Regions from separate parts of the Mus musculus genome. Here regions 2 and 3 are each linked to region 1. The links are chromatin contacts, called in public HiChIP or PLAC-seq and promoter capture Hi-C maps. All regions are on one chromosome and are shown on one strand. Each heading gives the region's core, a stretch centred on a gene start, on an enhancer-like site or on the middle of the called end of the contact. The rest is flanking DNA. Distances are from core to core; before and after follow the strand shown.

Region 1 (4,756 bases), core at 1,641-4,140:
TGCATCTAGGCCACAAAGGTGCCACATGCAGATGTGCTAGGATCACATGACAGGATTAGATAAAGCAGTTTTGCCAACAGGAAGGGTCCTCAGACAATCTTCCAGAAACATATTTCTTTGTCCAGGTCTCTGGTGGACGGTCTTACAAGCTTTAACTGTTCCAGGGTCTGTTTGTCCTGATGCGCTCAGACGTGGGGTTTTCATGGAACACAACCAGGTCCTCAATAACTCTGTCGCTAATATGTCAGCAGTCCTGAAATACCTGGGAGGGGCAGCTGCCACCCAGCATCCAGAATGTCACTGTGGCCACGCTATGAGTTTCCAGTCTGGTGTGTACCCTGGAAGAACTTTGGCATTTGCAGAAAGGCCAGCAGCTGCTGTCTCAGGCCACTTGGGCAACCTGAACGTCTACCCTTTAAGTGCAGCTTTGTGTATGGGCCAGAACTCGACATTAGGCATCTTTTTTCTTTATATGTTGACAGAGTCTCTCACTGAACCCAGAGCTTACTGATTTGACTAGACTGGCTCTAGTCTCTTCCCCACAGCTGAAATCACAGGTGCACTCCAGTATGTCTGGGTTTTAACATAGGTGCTGAAAAATCCAAAGATTCTCTGGCTTGCACGGCAAGCACTTCACCAATGAACTCAGTCATCCAGCCATCCTTCCAGCCTCTTCACCAATGAACTCAGTCATCCAGCCATCCTTCCAGCCTCTTCACCAATGAACTCAGTCATCCAGCCAGCCTTCCAGCCTCTTCACCAATGAACTCAGTCATCCAGCCATCCTTCCAGCCTCTTCACCAATGAACTCAGTCATCCAGCCAGCCTTCCAGCCTCTTCACCAATGAACTCAGTCATCCAGCCATCCTTCCAGCCTCTGAATGAGGCTCTCAAAGGGGACCTTTGAGTACCTGAGAGGATGCAACAGCCACAGCCTGGAAGACCAAAATACAGTCATGTACAAATTTCTCTGAGCTATGAATGTTCTGTCTGCATGTGTACCTGCAGGCCAGAAGAGGGCATCAGATGCCTTTGTCGATGGTTGTGAGCCACCATGTAGTTTTCGGGAACTGAACCTCTGGAACAGCAGCCAGCGCTCTTAACCGCTTATTCATCTCACCAGCCCCACCAAACAAATTTAATTGAAATAATTATCAAGGGAGGATATAAAATTGCAAGGCAAAATGCACACCCTCAGTTTTGTTGACTAACTTATTTGATAGAGAGTCTTGACATATTGCCCAGACTTGGAATTCTCCTGACTCAGCTCTCCAAGTAGGTGGAGATATTGAAATTATTTATATGTATGCTTATAGTTCTAGGTACACTGAAGAGCTGGAAGGATATAGGTTTCTAAGACACCGAGTTGGATACCAGGCACACCGACTGATTTTGAATACTTAGAGCCACTCCACCAGTTGTTGTCTGAATTTATGAGGAAAGCACAGTCTTACATGTTGAGCATTACTCTCAAATTAATCCACATATTGGGTAGCCAGCTTGGGACCCAGAGCCAGGTCTGTCTGCCATCAGAGAAAGTTAGGATATCACAGTAACAGAGAGCATGGCCAACTCTAAGCAGTTAATTCTAGGTCACCTTTAAAAAGTATTTCTTTAAGCGTTTTTGTTGGGAGCTATTAAGATAACACTATTGTCCTGATCTCTGAATTGGGCCTCTTCCCCCGAGAAGAAAAGAGGGTCAAAAGCGGGCCACCGGCACACCGCTCCGAGAACAACCACAGATTGTTCCAGCCCTAAGTCAGCGCGGATGTCCTGACCTCAAGATACCCTGATACCGCCAAGTTCCTGCTTCCACGTGTAACTGCCTAAGAATGTGCAATTCTATTGCCCCTCCCCCACTGATAAGTACTTCTCCTTTTGCTTGTATTGCCCCATCCCTCCCGCTGATAAGTATCTGTACTTCCCCTTTTCCTTGTGCAATTCTATTGCCCCATCCTTCCTGCTGAAAGGCACTTCCCCTTTTGCTTGTGCATTTAAACCTCAGGCCTGACTAATACATTTGGGGGCTTTGATGCATTCTAGAAGGTCTCCGTGTCGTTATTCGCACAAGGCCCTCGTCCCTCTCTACCCCCCATTTGGTTCTTAGGAGGAGGTCCCCTCGAGACCCTCGAATAACTGGACCTGCTGGACGGGTCACCTTTTTATGAGACCATTTCGTGTGTCTGTCTCCTACACATGCTCCACTTACATGCTTGGTATCCTGGAGGTCAGAGAGGGCACTGGAGCTTCCCAGAACTAGAGTAAAAGTTGGTATTTGGACCCAAAGCCAGGTCCTCTGCAAGAGCAGCCAGTGCGGTCCTGATGTATGTTTTCAAATCAAGGGTTTTTAAAATAAAAATAAAAATCCAGAGAAACTGGCAAATCAACCCTGAGACTAGACACTCTGCTAGGAATGTAATATTATCTTCCTCATCCCTCCAGTTACACATGCTTAATAGAAGCAAGCCTGAAAGAACTCTTGCTCCAGTCACCCTGGGATTGCCATTAGTTTGTTATGTGACCTATGCCCCAGATAAAGAATCTGCCAATATGCCATCTGAGAGTCTCAACCGTGCAGAATGACACACAGTGGCGGCTAGCTGCAGAAAGCCCTCTTGCTTCCCATAGGAGGAATTTGTGAGTCATTTTATTAGCTAGTCTTCTTTCACCTGTGGCTGATCCTGGCTTCTTAGGATCAAACAAAACAAAACTGGGTGTAGAGATTGAGGCCAGCCCTTCCCTGTAGCGCAGTACTATTTACAGCCTGCTTCTTGCACTGTGGCAGCTGCCACCGTCAGGGAGGGAGGCCAGGGAAGTTTCCTTGAGGGCTTGTCCGGCTATCTGAGTCACGTGGGGTGGGGTTCATTTCCCTCGGACTTTGGCACAGTCAAGTGCAGGTGTGTCTTCAACGAGTAGGCTGTGAGGCTGCTGCCTTGAGAGAGCAAGGATTTCTACAAGGAGCAAAGGGAGGCTTTGGGATCTCATTTGCACAATGACGGACAGAAGCCCCTTTGAGACAGACATGCTGACCCTGACCCGTTACGTTATGGAAAAGGGGCGACAGGCCAAAGGGACCGGAGAACTCACCCAGCTGCTCAACTCGATGCTGACTGCCATCAAAGCCATCTCTTCCGCAGTGCGCAAGGCCGGCCTGGCCAACCTGTAAGTCCTGGAGAGCATGCGCAGGCAACCCAAGCCAGGGTGTGGAAGCCACAGACCGGTGCTTGTGCTAGAAACGGGGTCCAAAGCTAATTTGCTCTTTGTGCCGTAAGGACACTGCATTTAAATTCTTTAAGCCTGCTTTGATAAAGCAGCCTTTGGCATGTTTTGCAAGGAAAGGGAAAAACTGCTTAGCAACAAACTGCAGAGAAAAGTGTGACTACCGGTTACTTGGGATTATAATGGTAACACTATAGCTTGTTGCCTCAAAACCTATATTGAATTCTCATTACTTATATTTGCAAAGTCTTAATGGGACTTTAAAATGTGTTTTGATGCCTTTTTTTTTTTTTTTTTTTTTTACCCCGTACAGGTGTGTTCAGTTGTCATGACCTCTGTCAGTATTGTGGGGTAGAAATCACCAGAACACAGGTTAAGGGGGCTTGACTGTCATGAAAAGAACCTGGCTCAGTTTTCTCCATCTTCACGTGGTGTTCAGGAATCTGGACAGGCTGGGCTGGGGCAGGCACAGCAGAGCACCTTTGCTTGGTTCTCTTTTGCAAAACAGGGCCACGTTCATGCTGGAGTTGCTCTTGGCCACAGCCAGGAGTACGGTTTTAAGGCATGATGAAAAGAAATCACTTCCTTTGGACTTCCATTTTGATTCCAGTGAAGGGCCCCTCTGAAGTCGAAGGAAGGGACATACATGTGTGTGTGTGTGGGGGGGGGGGACCCTCGAAGAAGAGCCAACAAAGTCCACCTATTTAAAATGTTTATTCTCGATCGTGTGGTGCCTTTATTCCCAAACTGTGACAGCATTAATTTCATAATTGCAATCATAAAACCACCACAGAGCTTACTATGTACGTGTTTAGGAACAGATAACAGGACCCAAATTAAAGATGATTGATTGGCTCTTTCCCCGGCCCGTGCTGTCCCTTAACTGTGTGATTACTTCATTCGGCAAGAACGGCCAAGCGCTCTCTGCCTTTAAGAACATGCTTCCAGAATGGGCGTTGCCTGCATGTGTGAAGATCATCCCCGAGTAACATTAGATAGCGTCTTTGCTACTCCTGTGTTCCCGCTCTGCTATAATTAGGGCGGTTTCCTGTGGCCACTCAGGACTTTTGCCCACACTTTTAACCCCTCCTCCGTGCAGGCCTCTCGGCTCCACAGCAACTCTCTTGGCAGCGTTCCTTGTGTATCTGCCACAGTCTGCTTCTCAGTGGTTCAGCATCCGACCAAGGGCCATGAAGGTCTAGATAGTTAAGTGCTTTATTTAACTTGGTTTTTCTTACCTTGTAGCTGTGGAATATGGTTTATTCTCGCTAAGACCTCCATGTTTGTAAATCTGGGAGCTACTAATAGTTTTAACACAAAGGGCTGTTACAAGGGTTAGTAAGTCATTAGGGCTATGGTTCTGACAGTGATAAATACTCAAGACATGCCCCACTATTAGCTACCATGGTTCTGAGACCATTCGAGGAAAAACTTACAGACTGGCCTATGTGGTGATTGACCACTTGGTGGCAGGCTCAGCCCTGGAAGTGGTGTCAGACAGAGTCCTAGGTCCCTGGACTGCTCTTCATAGTGGGGA
Region 2 (4,756 bases), core at 924-3,423, 590 kb after region 1:
GAGGCAGGCGGATTTCTGAGTTCGAGGCCAGCCTGGTCTATGGAGTGAGTTCCAGGACAGCCAGGGATACACAGAGAAATCCAGTCTCGAAAAAAACAACAACAACAACATCAACAACAACAACAACAACAAAAAGAATTTAGAAAATTTAATCAAGAGGAAAATAAGATCATTGCCCTGGGAAGATTTTGGGATCAGTGCCCTCTTAGGCAATATAGCTTGTATCACAAACATTTTTGTAATGGGCTGAAAATCCAGCTGTTCTAGAATTAGTATGCTTTTCCAGGCAAGAAATCTTTCAACACATAATTAAAATATTAATTAAAAAAAATCTTACCAGGCAGTGGTGGTGTACACCTTTAATCCCAGCACTTGGGAGGCAGAGGGAGGTGGATTTCTGAGTTCGAGGGCTACCTGGTCTACAGAGTGAGTTCCAGGACAGCTAGGACTACACAGAGAAACCCTGTCTCGGGAAAAAAAAAAAAAAACACCTCTATAGAAATAGCATTCATCTAGCTCTGGTTAAGGCTGAAAGAGAAGCTGGGCTAAAAAATATTTTGCATCCCACATACGCTGTCATCCTTATGTGTCTTTTAGATTCTCACCCCCGGTTATGCTATCAACAATTTACAGATGGACTGGAGACTACTGCTGATCTAGCACTTAGGCAGATGGGAGATTTACATAGCAAAGATATCCCAGAATTATTTCTTAAGTATACTAGTGTCCTGAAACAGCAGGTCATTCAGCATTAAGGGTTCTAAGTGGAAGGTCTCAGAGAACGCAAAGATAGGGAAAGTAGAAAACCTGCAGTGAGGTGGCCAGGAGCTAAGGCTTATGCTAAGTAAGCTTAAGAAAAGCAGCATTTGCCCAGCTGTGGTGGTGAGCAGGCCTTTAATCCCAGCACTCCGGAGGCAGAGGCAGGCAGATTTCTAAATTCAAGGCCAGCCTGGTCTACAAAGTTTGTTCCAGGACAGCCAGTGCCACACAGAGAAACCCTGTCTCGAAAAACCAACCAACCAATCAACCAACCAACCAACCAACCAACCAACCAACCAAAAAACCCCAAAGAATAGCAGCATTCATACTACTGACAGGGAGTGGGGGTGGGGGAAATAAAAAGCAGGAGACTTTCACTAAGAAACTACCATGTAATGGGACAGACTAAGGAGTAATCTAATCAAACAGTGCTGGGAAGGGAAACACAGGATATCTCACCAACACTGCTGGCCATGCCTACAGTGTTCTCAGAACTGATAAAATAAGTGCCGTGTGGTAGGAAGTGCTGGATTCTCGGAATCTGAAGAAACTCCCTTCCAAAGAGCCTGGCCCCAGACCATTACCAGCACTCCCAATCATATGCCTGGTTTTAGAAAAGGAGCTCTGTGTTTTTACCAATACATCATGTTCTTAGGGAAACCTACAAGCTTGATAGCTCCTTCTTCTTCTTCTTCTTCTTCTTCTTCTTCTTCTTCTTTTTTTTTTTTTTTTTTTTTTTTCCGAGACAGGGCTTCTCTGTGTAGCCCTGGCTGTCCTGGACCAGGCTGGTCTTGAACTCAGAAATCCGCCTGCCTCTGCCTCCCAAATGCTGGGATTAAAGGCGTGCGCCGCCACTGCCCGGCGAGACCTGGTTTTTGATCTGGGGAAGGGCCTGGTGGCTAGTTGTTAATCTAGGGTTGTCGCCTTTGTTTTGATCTGGAGCCACATTTCTGGACAATCCTGGTGAACAAACATGTGTATCTTAGCATCCCAATCTTTAAGACACCAGGTTAGCATACTGCTTACCTGTAACGTGTTTTAGAGGCAATCCTCCCTCAGGTAAATTCTTTGTGGTGTGACTTACTGTTTCCTAAGCACTGAAAATCCCTTACGTCATTGATTCTACTCTTCTCATCACAGCTTAATATTGGAGTGCTACACAGCACATGACATGGGGTTTACAACCGTCACAAAATTAACTCCAAATGGATCTTACATTTAATGTTAAATGTCAAAGTCACAATTTCTAGAACAAACCAGAGAATGTGGCCTTCTCCTAATTCGGCAACCTACCAAGGATATTTCTACACACAAGACCAAATGGTTCGTGCAGATGCAGCTCCCATAACGAAGTTACTCAGATGCTACCGCAGAGTAAATCGAATGGCTGGGACCACAAGAAATCCCAGAAGTGGCTGCATCTGGCCACTGGTTCCCACCCAGCACATGGTAGGGTCCACCACCACAGCTCCCGCTGTTAATCCCTCTGGTCCATCAAGTTAGAAGCAGCAATCATATGCTCACCATGTTGTGACTCGGGAGCTTGTGAAGCAACAGAGATCAGAGTATATCAAACCAACAATTCCTGCATACTCAGCAATGGAGCTGAACCTGCAGCATGGCACAAAGCACCCGGAAGAACCCTCCTCTTCTCCTGTTCAGAGGACCTGCCTAGAGGCTCTGATTGGCCAGTGACTTTTGAATGACATGAGCACCTTCCTTGGGGTTAGAGTGTGCTGATGGCACACACCATAGAGTTTTAGGGCCCAGGATTCCACCAGGAGCTGACCCTTTCCAGATCTAAAAAGATTTGCGTTTCAGTAGCACTTGTGCTTGTCCTCCCATAGCCTATCTTTCTGTTTTCTAGCACTCAGCAGGCATTTCCTCTTCTTCCTCCTGGAATCAAGGTGGATAACTTGCACAGTCTATTATTCAACTTGCATCTGAGTGAACTATCAAATCCACAGGCAGAACTGTTCTAACAATTAAAGAGAGATTTTAGAAACAGAACATATTTGGTTTAGTGACTTCATACTGGTATCAGGAAAACTGCAACTACTCTTTACCTGCTACCTATGAGACTCTAAACCACCATGGGAGAATAGCAGGAAACATGAAAATCACTCTAGAGCAATATTATTAGCCAGCACATCTTGCTCAGTGTGAAGAAACTCAGCTGTACTAGTTAAAAGTCTCTATATGAACAGAACTGATGGCATGGATCTCTGTGTATGCAGAAGATGGATATATAAAAATAGCTCACAGGATGTGGTTCAACTGAACAAACAATGGTTATCTACCAATGCAAACTTGAAGAATCCAGTAGTGGTTCAGTCCTTGTGCCTGGATGTCTCAGCTGGTCTTCAATATATATCAGAATTTCAAAGAAGGAGCCTTTTTTTTTTGGTTTTGTTTTGGTTTTTCGAGACAGGGTTTCTCTGTAAAGCCCTGGCTGTCCTGGAACTCACTCTGTAGACCAGGCTGGCCTTGAATTCAGAAATCTGCCTGCCTCTGCCTCCCAATTGCTGGGATTAAAGGTGTGTGCTACCACTGCCTGGCAAGAAGGAGCCTCTTATGCCAGAAAAAAATGATTTTGCTAGCCAGAGTTGGACAAGCAGAAAAAGAGAAAACCAACCATGTTCAATGCCCTTTTAATATGTAGGCTGCAACCAGAAGCTGTGGCTACCAATTAGGTTTTCTATGAAACATAATCTAATATCCTGCAACAATTTACCCAATTCCTTGTCATTTCTTTATCCCAAATATTTCTCCACTTCTTTCTTCCTTTATACATATGTGCGAATATGACTGCTCAAATATATGAATAAAACTTGTTGAGTGCATTTATAAGGGTTGTGTGTATATGGTACCAGGACTGATCCTGTTGTGTTAGATGGCCAAATACGGATATCATCCTTGCCTGCAGCTCCTTCTACCATTTACAGGAGAGTTCCACTCTTTAACAAGCAATAGGGCTTTAGGTGCACAAATCATCCATAGATCACTAGAAAAATAAAGGTGGGAGAGAGAATAGGGAGGGACTTGGAGGGGGGAGGGGGGAGCAGTTCAGGGTCAGGAGTGAAGAGGGGCAGAGGGTATGGCCAGATGACCAGGAGAATGAATGCAAATCTGCAATCAACTAGGGGCATCACTAGGAAGAGAGGGAGACCTGAGATAGGGGAGGCACCTGTGAATCAATGGGGATGTCCTTGCTGTGACTCATAGCATTGTAGATTTGAAGCCTTGGAAGACTGCCTCCTTTATCTCCTAGAGAGATAAAGAAACCAACCCACCCACAAGACTTTCCACCTAAAATTTATCCTGCCTAGAAAAATGCATGGATTGGGGATGGAGCAGGGACTGTGGTACTCACCAACCAATAAACCAGCCAAGCTTGAGATCCATCCCATGTTCAAGTATCTGTCCTTATTAATGATACTGTCATGCTTGCAAAAAGGAGTCGAGCATAGCTGTCCTCTGAGACTCCACCCACCAACTGACTCTGATAGAGGTTTACACCCACAGCCAAACAGTAGATGGAGCTTGAGGACACTTATGGAAGAATAGGAGGAAAGAGTGCAGCCCCTAAGGGAATAGAACTCCACAGGAAGGCCCACAGAATCAACTAACCTGGAACCTTGGGGCTCTCTGAGACTGAACCATCAACCAAAGAACATACACCGGCTAGACCTAGACCTCCCAGCAAGTATGTAACAGATGTGCAGTTTGGTCTTCATGTGGGTCCTGAATAAATGGAGTGGGGGTTATTCTAAAAGCTGTAGCCCCCAAGCGGGATATGTTCTAGCTGGGATGCCTTGTCTGGCCTCAGTGGGAATGGAAGTGGCCAGCCTCACAGAGTCTTGAAGTACCAGGGTAGGGGGGATACACATGGAGGCCCCCACTGGTTCAGAGGAGAAGGGGAGGAGAAATGGGGAAAGGATTATGGGAGGGAGTGATTGGGAGGAGGGCAGTGAGCAGAAATGAAAGTGAATAAGTA
Region 3 (4,756 bases), core at 1,079-3,578, 550 kb before region 1:
CATAACCAAAAGTAAGTTGGTGGTAGTGGTGGGAGAAGGTCCATTTCACTCACAGTTCCATGTGATAGCTCATCAAAAGCAGTGAAGAACTCCAGCAGGGCAGGAACCTGCAGGCTGGAGCTAGTGCAGATGCCAGGGAGGAATGCTCCTTTGTAGCTACACTGCTTACTGGCTTGCTACACAGGGCTTGTTCAGCCTGCTTTTTTATGGAACCTAGGACTTCCAACCCTGAGGTGGCCCCACCTACAACGTGCTGGGCCCTCCCACATCAATCACTAATTAATAAAATGCCCTACAGGCTTGCCTACAATCTGATCTTATGAAGCCATTTTCTTGATTTGAAGCTCTCTCCTCAGATGACTTTAGCTTGTGTTAAGTTGACATAAAACTAGCCAGCACAATGGACACTCTTGTCAACTTGACACTCAAACATCACTTTTCAGTTAGAGCTTTTTCTTTCTCATTTATTCCCCAAGATGGCATGTTAATAATAATATCATAATGTAAAATATAACGTTAAAAGTCTCATTGTCTTTACAAATTCAAACATATTAAAGGTTCAGTCTCTTTAAAATATTCAGTCTTTTAAAAATTCATAATATGTTTTTAAAAGTTCAGTCTCTCAACCAAGGTCTCCTGTAAAAATGAAAATTAAATACTTTCCTTCTACAAGAGGGAAGAACCAGGGCACAGTCACAATCTGAACAAAGCAAAACCAACTTCAAAAGTGTAAATAAATCAATGTCCAATGCTGGGATTCACTCACAGTCTTCTGGGTTTCTCCAGAGGCTTAAACCACTTCTCTGGCTCCATCTTCTACAGCATACACAACTTGTCCTCCAGGCTTTGGCAGCCTCCACTCCACTGCTGTTGCTGTCCTTGGCGGCCATACAAGATGACCATGACATCCCATGGACTGGCGTCTCCAAAATGCTGGGGTCTCTGCTGTAATTGGACTGTGATTTTCTTCAGGGCTCTCTTCCTCATGCCAAGCCTCATCTTGTCTCCACGATCCCTTCGTAGGACTTCAACTGCTACTAAGGCTGTACCTTTTCTAATGGCCTGTCCTGGCTTCTCAGAGTGCCAAGCCCCACTTGCTTGCTATGACCCTTTCATGCCTTCAAAACTAGCACCAACTGGATGGTCTTACACATTACCAAGTCTTGGGCACTTCTGAAACACAGCTTCTGTGTGCCAACTCTGGGGAAACACTTTGCAGATTTTCCTTCCATGTCTCTTAAAAACAAACAAACAAACAACAAAACTACCACTGATTTCTTCGCTCCAGCTGACCAGCATCAACTGTCCCAGCAAAGGTTTAATTTTAGTGGCTCTCGTCCTTTGTTAATCACAGCTGACTCTTTAGCCCCAGACAACCAGAACCACAGATTATCAGCTCAGAGTAGCAAATAGCCCTGATAAGAGTCTTTGGGTGGCTTTTAAACTTCCCTCTGGAGCTTCCCAGGACTCCATTGTCTGCATTGCTCTGAATATTCTTTTTTTTTCCCCAGATTTATTTATTTTATGTATATGAGTACACTGTTGCTCTGTTCAGACACACCAGAAGAGGGCATCAGATCCCATCACAGATGATTGTAAGCCACCATGTGGTTGCTGGGAATTGAACTCAGGGCCTCTGGAAGAGCAGTCAGTGCTCTTAATCACTGAGCCATCTCTCCAGCCCCTGCTCTGAATAATCTTATCTTTAACGTTCCCTCAGAATAGCTCACTAAGCTTTGAACACTCACTGGCTTTTCTAGCCTAATGTTCCAATAAATATTCCAATAAACAATCCTCCAATAAACAACCTAGTCAGATTTGTCACAGCAATATCCCATGATCCAGGTACCAATTTGTCTTAGTTACAGTTACTGTTGCTATGGTAAAACCATGACCAAAAGCAAGCTGGGGAGGAAAGGGTTGATTTGGCTGTGTTCTGCTGCCTCAGCTGTGTCCTTAGCCCCATGGAAAATGTGAATAGAGTCTAACAGTCTTTCCTGAGATGGCTGGCGCTGTGGTGAGGGAAGCAGACACATCTTCCTGTGGTGATTACAGGCAATGGGAGAAGTAAGAGGGGTTACTGTTTATTCTCAGGCAGTTTGGGCAAGCACTGGCTTCAGTTTTAAAAACAAGAGAAAGCAGCTGGTTGGAATGATGTGGAGGCCATCCCTCCACAACCAGTTTCAGCTGTGGATTGACTTTTTTTCTTTTTCTTTTTTTTTTTTTTGGCTCTTCAGCAGGTGGTGCTGCAGTGCCATAAGACAGTTCATCTCTAGGAAGCTGGCTGAGGCCTGGATCAGGTTGATCCGAACTGCACAGCACCAACAGGCTGGGTTGAGTGAAAAGGCATTGCATTCGGAAATGTCAGTTCAGATGTCCCCTTCTCAGCTTGCCTAGCCTGCAGTTCTCTGCCTGGTTTGGGTTTCTAAGCATAGAGGCACAAAACTCCTCCCGAGGTAGAATCTTTATGTTTCTGTCCTGGTTCCAGTTCAGGAAGTGTTTATATATATTTTTAGTTTCACCACAACATTTTGGGTTTTCTCTTTGATGTGTCCCGTCTGGTCGCTGTGTTTGGAGTAGAGAGCCCATCAAAGAGGATTTCTTGTGCTGTCTTAACAGGAAGCCATGGGCTGAGAGTGTAAAGGAAACAAAGTTAGGTACTTGGTTATATACAGAACTAAAACGTAACCACAAGAAAGCTGCTTCTGTATGAGTCCAGTGGCCCTCAGCACACGGTTACAGGAACTCCTTCTGAGGCTTGCAGGCCCCCGAAGATAAGGACGATTAAGTAGGTGGGGTTCATTAGCATGCTCAAGTTGTCTAGAAAGATTGTACTTACTCTTTACCCTTTTGAAGATAAAATTAAAATAAAAAAGTCTCCAGACACCTCCATTGCCTAACCAGGTACTGCCTTGGACTTTCATTGCCTCTAGCTGCTTGTGTTGGCACACAAGTAGCTCTGCTTGAAATGCTGGGATACATTACCAAAGAACAGAGATGAAAGTGTTTATAGCGTCTGACCTCACCTTGAGGTTGCCATTCCGTTGTTGCTTTGAAGAGGGAAGTGGCTGGCAATGCCACACTGCCCATAGAGTCAGGGTCAAGCTGGTCAGAAGTGAATGTCAGTGACCACGGTATCACCTGAGTCAAATCACTCTTGTCCATTGAATTCACTTATTTTAGACATTTGCCATGTGGACTTTGTTCAAGTGTTTACATGGGTAAAAACTGTACTTTTAAATTTCTACAGATTTTTAGTTTTTAATTTTACAAGTATTAAAAGCATAGGACTTTACTAGTTTATGTTTGTGATACCTAACAGGATTAAAAAAAAAAATAACTTGAACCTGTCCTTGGGGCTCTCAGCTGTTCTTAGAGTGAGAAACCCTGCTTAGGTAAGCTTTGTTGATATACAGGCCTTGATCTTACTCACTGGCCACAGGTTGCCTGAGAGCAGGAGCCTTTTCACTAGAAGTGTGTTTGAGTTCCTAGTGTAAAATGGCTTCCTACAAATGTGCAGGCATCTTTTCTTGGTTTTGTTGGTGAGTGATAAATTCCTGTTCGAAGCAAAGATGGAGAGGAGAAGTAAACTCAGAGTCAAGTCACCAGTGACAAAGGCAAGAAGACAATTTCTTCCTTATTTTTTTGACTTTTCAAAACAGGGTTTCTCTGTGTAGTTCTGGCTATCCTGGAACTGGCTCTGTAGACCAGACTTAGACATCCACCTTCATCTTCTCTGCTTCCTGAGTGTTGGGCTCAAAGATGTTCACCGTCAAGCCTGGCCAGTGTCTAATATTTTAATTATGTTAGAGCCAACCTTGGTTGTCAACTTATTCTCTCTGGGAAGAGGGAGCCTCCATTAGGTTGGCTTCTGGGCATGTCTGTGGTCCATTTTCTTGATTAATGATTGACGTAGGAGGGTCCAGCCTACTTCTGGTGGTGCCACCCCTAGGGAGGTGGTCCTGCTGAACAAATCACGAGGTTCAAACCCCTAAGCACTATTTTGTTGTTTCTGTTTCGAACTCCTGCTTTGGGTTCCTTTGATGGTGGCTATATCCTGTAAACCAACTAAACTGTTTCCTCCTAAAGTTGCTTTTGGTCATTGTTTTATAACAGCCACTGAGAACCAAACTCAAGACAAAATACTAATGTGTTCTTCAGCACTTTTTCTAATGGACTTAACTGGAAGCCTGCAGTGTCATCTACAGAGATGAAGACAAAACTGCCTGGGCAGTAGTAGGTTGTCATTGTTTATTCAAGGGTAGGGGTGAGGGGTGGGGGAGTGGTGGGGGTAGTGTGGGAGTGGTGGGGGTGGGTGAGGCGGAGGGTGAGAGTCGCTGTGTTTTGAGTTGTTGGGTAGGCTTTTGGTGTGCTGATGGAGAGTGTAAATAGTGTTTGTGCCTGAGTCTAAGGGTAAGGATGGCAGACTTTGAGTTGAAGAATAGCCTCCTAGTGCTGCTGAAGGGCTTCTGTTATTGCTTTGTGCACTGGTCCTTGCTGTGGCTAAAAGCAATCAGGCTAGGGAGAAGCTCATTCCCCAAACACTGGGGACCTGTCTGAAGAGTGCAGGAAAGCCCTAGAGCTACCACCCAGATCACGTTTCTTTAAGTCTTCACAGCTGGTTGAAGAGAATACACACAGTGCACCTGATTTGAAGTTGGCACCTCCAATTCCGGAGAGTCAGCCTCTGTTGAAAGTTGTTTGGAAATTACCTCTTAATTTCAGGCCTGTAATTCTGGTTGGGCTATCTCAGGTG

The links. Promoter capture Hi-C pulls out the DNA fragments that hold promoters and counts their contacts. HiChIP or PLAC-seq counts read pairs in DNA pulled down with a chosen protein or histone mark.
Region 2: an H3K27ac HiChIP or PLAC-seq map of embryonic stem cells shows a contact between it and region 1, with 4 times the contacts expected there. The contact joins the enhancer-like site here to the promoter of Fbp2 in region 1. A contact is called at or near these places in 5 of 39 promoter capture datasets (the 3T3-L1 cell line, the C10 cell line, hippocampal neurons and 1 more), 5 of 115 datasets of contacts at active chromatin or transcription factors (embryonic stem cells, large pre-B cells and stem cell-derived neural progenitor cells) and 1 of 9 other capture datasets (adipose tissue).
Region 3: a contact with region 1 is called in a promoter capture Hi-C map of the HPC-7 cell line. The contact joins the enhancer-like site here to the promoter of Fbp2 in region 1. A contact is called at or near these places in 3 of 39 promoter capture datasets (the HPC-7 cell line, cranial neural crest and neutrophils), 1 of 115 datasets of contacts at active chromatin or transcription factors (fibro-adipogenic progenitors) and 2 of 9 other capture datasets (adipose tissue and liver).

Annotation. Positions count from the first base shown.
Region 1 is chr13:62,856,534-62,861,289 of GRCm38.p6, reverse strand. Fbp2 (fructose bisphosphatase 2) reads left to right here and starts at 2,890. Exons shown (of 7, transcript NM_007994.4): 1 at 2,890-3,162. The coding sequence starts at 2,993.
Region 2 is chr13:62,261,223-62,265,978 of GRCm38.p6, reverse strand. No RefSeq gene overlaps it. Among named protein-coding and RNA genes, the nearest start is that of Gm19792, 88 kb to the left of the region's middle. Within about 2 kb of position 2,173, at least 11 of the 459 cell types and tissues checked have an H3K27ac peak or open chromatin away from gene starts, as enhancers often do. A contact at or near this core is called in embryonic stem cells, where this site is marked.
Region 3 is chr13:63,409,018-63,413,773 of GRCm38.p6, reverse strand. The region is part of intron 1 of Fancc (Fanconi anemia, complementation group C); the gene reads left to right. Among named protein-coding and RNA genes, the nearest start is that of Fancc, 20 kb to the left of the region's middle. Within about 2 kb of position 2,328, at least 78 of the 459 cell types and tissues checked have an H3K27ac peak or open chromatin away from gene starts, as enhancers often do. A contact at or near this core is called in the HPC-7 cell line, where this site is marked.